Regions from separate parts of the Mus musculus genome. Here region 2 is linked to region 1. Evidence: chromatin contacts called from public Hi-C data. All regions are on one chromosome and are shown on one strand. Each heading gives the region's core, a stretch centred on a gene start, on an enhancer-like site or on the middle of the called end of the contact. The rest is flanking DNA. Distances are from core to core; before and after follow the strand shown. Region 1 has its middle 16 kb from the start of Gm34371. Region 2 overlaps Gm41517 (a long non-coding RNA gene).

Region 1 (2,700 bases), core at 51-2,550:
CCAAAGGATGTTGGCTTGTCTGGTCTATGTAAGAACCTTGGAAAGGGTCTGTATAGTTCTCCAAGTCGCACACACCCTAGCTGGCTCTTCCAGGTTTGGTTTATGCCCTAGTTTGAGTCTCAGGTTTGGGGATCACAAGGTGCTTGGCCGGGAGGGGTGGATTAGATGTTCTGCCGAGAAAGGTGCACCTGTCTATGTCAGTGTTTGAAGGAGTGTTAGCCAAGGACCCCACACAAGGCAGGGGAGGGGGCTGTGGCTGTGAACAGGAAGATCTGACTGTGACTCCTTGCCCTGTGTTGTGTGGGAAAGCCTAGACTCTTCAACTGAAAGGCAAGGGCCAGGGCGGCCTCTCCGATTTGCTTTCTGCATTCTTCTGGCTACCAGAAAGAATGTGCTAGAAGAGTACTCACCCACGGAAGGAATGAAGTTCTGACATCTTGCTACAGCGTGACTGCACCTTGAAAAACAGCTTTAATAAATGATGACGTCACTCACCAAAGGGGCAGGTACGGTACTGTTGTACTTCTGGGAGGTTAGGGTAGACATGCTGGGACAGAGGGAGACGGAGGTCACCGGGAGCATTTTCTGGCTTCCCGGTTTCAGCGTGAGATGAGAGTGAAGTTCTGGAGATGGGTGGTGGTTAATGGTTGCACAGACTTAACACCACTGGGGTTAAAATGAGGCATATTATGCTACATCCACTGTAAGATGCACCCCCCCCTGAAAGATATGGTATAAATAGGTTGTAATATGGGATTCTAAACTCCTTTGCTATTTTTCAGAGGGAGAGAGACCAAAGGACAGTAGGAGCTAAGTTGTATGTCTGTTGGACCTGGTTGGTGTCTTCTGGCTTGGCAGGTACTAGGTAGGGCTCAGTCGGATCCAGAGGCCTACCTTTGGCTGGTCCTCGAACTCTTTCCTGTTAACATAATGTATAGGGTTTCTCCCATTCGGCCGCTAACCTCCTCCTCATAGCACTTAAACACCCAGGTTCCACTTAAAAAAAAACCCAAAAAACAAAAACCCTAATTCTATTCTAACTGCCATCTTTGTTTACTTGTGTAAACAACAGGAGCAGATCCTATTTGGTTATCACTTAAATGCTAAAAAAGAAAGAAAAACAACAACAACAACAACAACAAAAAACACCAATAAGAGGGGAAAACGTGGAAGGAAAACCATCTCTGTGTGTGCGGATTTTGAAAAAACACCCTTCTTGACAATAAACAGCCGGGCTGGGAGGGCGCGGCTGGGAGTCTTTGGAGGGGGCGTGCTGCTCTGCGGCGCCCTCTGGTGGCCGCATCCCGGCATGGTCACGCTCCACTGAGGCTTCTCCAGGGGTTGGCATTTGGGGCCTTGGTGAAGGACAGTTCTCAAAAAGAGATTTACAATCACAAGCCACAGCGTGGTGCTTCAGGTGGAGGCCCTGGAAACAACGCATCCATTCTGGACGGCTCTCTCTCTGATGGTGGCCAGTGAGGAAGATACCAAGAAGAAACAAAACAAAACAAAACAAACGAAAAAACGTGTGGCCCATCCATTATACTTATGTTGTGTGATATTGTTCCTCAGAGGGCAAAGCCGATGAGAGGAATAAGTGATTGAAACAATCATTTCATTCCCTTGGCAGGAATTCAGTCATTAGCGATATACCTATTTTACAAAGGCAGACTAGATACATTAGAGATTGAAGAAACTGGAGCAGATGTTTTCCCTCTGATAAGCACCATTCTATTAAAAAAAAACCAAAAAACCAACTCTAGAGGGTTGGAATTTGCCCAGAAAACAGGAATACATGGGTTTTTAGGTCCTTTGACATTTAAAAAATTCCAGGAAATACTACAAGTGTGATCTCTAACCAGCATAGGGACTTACATAGGACTGCACACAGCCACAGCCACGGTGGCTTAAGTAATGAGGGTCTCCTCAGTGTGTGAGTGTGTGTGAGTGTGTGTATGTGTGTGTGTGAGAGAGAGTGTGTGTGAGTGTGTGTGTGAGTGTGTGTGTGTGAGTGTGCGTGTGAGAGTGTGTATGTGTGTGTGTGAGTGTGTGTGTGAGTGTGTGTGAGAGTGTATGTGAGTGTGTGTGTGAGTGAGTGTGTGTGAGTGTGTGTATGAGAGTGTGTGAGAGAGTGTGTGTGTGTGAGTGTGTGTGTGAGTGTGTGTGTGAGAGTGTGTGAGTATGTGTGTGTGTGAGTGTGTGTGAGAGAGAGTGTGTGTATGTGAGTGTGTGTGTGTGTGTATGTGTGAGTGTGTGTGTGTGTGTGTGTGTGTGTGTGTGTGGGTCACAGGTATCCCACATGCTTTCAAGTTCCTCAGTAGTTTCTTGTGGACACTTTATGTTTTGAGGCAGCCATTGTCACCATTTCATAGTCCCAGGAGGAGGTGAGGTTCCAGTGCTGGCGACTTGATGACGGTCCAGTACAGCCCCCAAATCTTAGTGAGGCGAAGCATACCACCTGGTGTTAGTGCTGGATGTAAATTCTTGTCCCCACATCTATCCTGGGACAGAGCAGCTTAAGCCCTAAGGAACCTGGAGGAGGCTAAGGCTACTCGAGTGTGAGGGTCATAGGTTGTATCAGACTCCTCTAGATGCTCACAGAGATCTGCAAAGGCTCACCCCTAACTCCTAAGGATGGTGTCAGGCAAGTATTGATCTGGATGGGGCCCAGCTAACTCTCTTGTGTGGCTCTGCTTCTAA
Region 2 (2,700 bases), core at 121-2,620, 170 kb before region 1:
TCTCTCTCTCTCTCTCTCAGGATACTGAAGTCAGAATGTCTGATGGCTTAGAGACTTGCAAAAACAAACAAACAAACGAACAAACAAAAAAACCAGACAGATGACCAGATCTCAGCTGGTGTCAAACTAGCAGAATTGCTCAAGGGAGAAGGGCTCAGGCTGGAGCCGTACAGGAGAACATTCTACAAACAACTCCTGGCTTCCTCCACCCAGGTCTCATTCCACCTGGTTTCTCAAGAGCAGATCTTTTGGCCAGCCTTAAGCTCAGAGGATCTGTAAGGCAGGAGGCTGAGTTCCAGTTGCCTTTGCCCTAATTTATTGAGGCCTTTAAAAGTAAATAAATAAAACTTTGAACTCAAAACCATCTGAAAGCTTTATGAGTGAGATATGCTACTTGCCTTCAGGGGTATCAAAGATCTCTGGAATTAAAGTAATAAAAAAGAAAGAGAGAGAGAGAGAGAGAGAGAGAGAGAGAGAGAGAGAGAGAGAGAGAGAGAGAGAGAAGGAAGGAAAGGAAGAAGGAAGGAAGAAAGAAAGAAAGGAAGAAAGAAAGAGAGAAAGAAAGAAAGGAAGATAGGAAGAAAGGCTCTGTAGTTGCAGAACTAGAAAGCTGCCCAGACTGGAAGCAACTGGTTCTTGTAGCTTATTAACTTAGGTGGGGGCAGGCCAAGCACGGAAGTCCCCAGCTCTGCCCTTGTCTTTTTCTAATGGAGGATTCCCCCTGTTCCTGGGCCTTTAATCGGCCTTTGTTCCTTCGGAATCTAGAAACAAACCTTTTCCAGAAAGGCCAGGGAGAGGAAAGGGGAAGCTGGAAAATGGCTCTTGAGAACCAGTAGAAGAGAAAACAAGGGGTCAAGGGGACCTCAGCTATTACAGGTTCACTCTGGAATCTGGGGGTCTGAACAGCAAACCAGGCAACTTGTGTGGTGACCTGTGTGAGCGGAACATGGCCCTCACAAAGCCCTTTCTTTTCTCTCTTTAGAGAGATGGACTAGCACCCCCTTATTGGCTGTGAGCACGGAGGAGCTCCACGGGGGCGGAGTGCCTCCCTTGGCTTGTAGGTCTGGACCCGAGATTCCTGTGATAAACTGGAAAACAGTTCAGTGCGCTTCTCTGTTAGATGCTGCTCTTTCAAAGGCAGGGAAAAGCAGGCTCTCAGGAAGGAGCTGTCTGGTCCAGCCAGCTCAGGGATAGAGGCTTCCAGACGTTTCCAGGGGCCGAGCTGCTTTTCCTTCTCCAGAGTGATGGCCTGGCTTGTGCACTCATGCAAGACGCTGCTAGTAAGCACTTTTCATGGTGTGTGTGTGTGTATATGTGTGTGTGTGTGTGTGTGTGTGTGTGTGTATGCGTGTGTGTATGTGTGTGTGGCAGAGACAGAGAAGATAGAGACTGAGAGAGACAGAAACACGGGGCGGGGCATGGCAGGGAGAGGAGGGAGGGAGAGAGAGGAGGGAGGGAGGGAGGGAGGGAGGGAGAGAGAGAGAGGGAGAGAGAGAGAGAGAGAGAGAGAGAGAGAGAGAGAGAGAGAGAGAGAGAGAGAATATGAACCCCCTTTGCATGCAGACCCGCACAGTGACCATGTAAGGAGGAAGGAAGTGTGCTGCAGATGCTGTTTCTGTACCTGTGTGCTCAGCTAGGGCCCGGCCCTCTGCTGCCAAATCCCTGGGGGAGCTGACACATGAACCAGTTTCGCTTGTCCCCTGCACCTCCTCCAGCAGGAGCAGCAGGCTAGGCGGGGAGAGGTGACAAGCTGTAAGGCCTTTCCTGCCAGAGCCCGCCCCTCGCAGGCCTGGTGGTTTCTCTGCAAAGGAAACATTCAAAACTCCAGAACGTGGCATGGGTCTTCCCTAGCATGTGTGCCTGTCAACAAGTCACCAGTGTTGGAAGAGCTAAGGGGAATGTGTGAGTTGCAGGAAGCCCACGGAAGACTTTCCTGGAGAAGGCTGTTTACCAGGAGGCGCGTGCTTGCTTCCTGGTCCTAATTAATGTCAGTCTTGGTTACTGTGTTCGCCTTCTTGGCGATCTTCTTAGCTCCATATAATTCTGTGCTTCTACACACCGAAACCATTGCTAGCTGTGCTGAGGAGGTAAAAAGTCCCAGATTTTAAAGAGACAGCTTTTAACCAAAGGATTGTGGCAGGTAGGCGGCATGTTAACTATCCAGGCTTCCAGACAGAATGGAGACCTTGTAACACCTGCATGAGGTCCTGTCTGGGCAGGGATCCTCATTCTGGAGTGTTGCCCTTTGGGGACAGATGGCCTTTTTTTCTTTTTTTTTCTTTTGTCCAGGAAGAGAAAACCCTGTTACATAGAGGATAGAGTGATTTATGCAGACAGTTTAAAGGGTGTTTCACAGCTCTGTGGAATGCAAGAGGCAGCATGATTTGAAGGTACAGTATACTCAAGGGCCAGTGTGGAGTGCACCAATGTTTTCCTTTCCTACTTTGAAGCAAGTTTCAATCCATTTCACTGACGAAACCGGTTAACCATGTGCAAATGTGTAGCTGCCGGAGCCGATCAGCCTTCCCAAGGCTCCATGGAAGCGGTGACTTCTCTCAGCACTTGGGGTCTGGTGTCGGAATAAACTGGTCAATACTGCCTTCTACAGAGCAAATGTCTTCCTTTAGTTCTCACATTTAAAGATATTGTATTTTGGAGGGAGGGGAGACCATGCCTTAATTTTCCTTCAACTGGAAATGA

The links. Hi-C and Micro-C count contacts between places; a contact is called where the count stands out from the background.
Region 2: a Hi-C map of the N1E-115 cell line shows a contact between it and region 1, with 8 times the contacts expected there. The contact joins two enhancer-like sites. A contact is called at or near these places in 5 of 484 Hi-C or Micro-C datasets (the AML12 cell line, the HL-1 cell line, the N1E-115 cell line and 2 more) and 2 of 115 datasets of contacts at active chromatin or transcription factors (embryonic stem cells and pancreatic cancer cells).

The regions. Positions count from the first base shown.
Region 1 is chr17:4,776,966-4,779,665 of GRCm38.p6, reverse strand. No RefSeq gene overlaps it. Among named protein-coding and RNA genes, the nearest start is that of Gm34371, 16 kb to the left of the region's middle. Within about 2 kb of position 1,300, at least 20 of the 459 cell types and tissues checked have an H3K27ac peak or open chromatin away from gene starts, as enhancers often do. A contact at or near this core is called in the N1E-115 cell line and uterus, where this site is marked.
Region 2 is chr17:4,945,186-4,947,885 of GRCm38.p6, reverse strand. It overlaps Gm41517 (a long non-coding RNA gene), which reads left to right. Exons shown (of 4, transcript XR_876352.2): 4 at 2,290-2,700. Among named protein-coding and RNA genes, the nearest start is that of Gm34625, 7.7 kb to the left of the region's middle. Within about 2 kb of position 1,370, at least 100 of the 459 cell types and tissues checked have an H3K27ac peak or open chromatin away from gene starts, as enhancers often do. A contact at or near this core is called in the N1E-115 cell line and uterus, where this site is marked.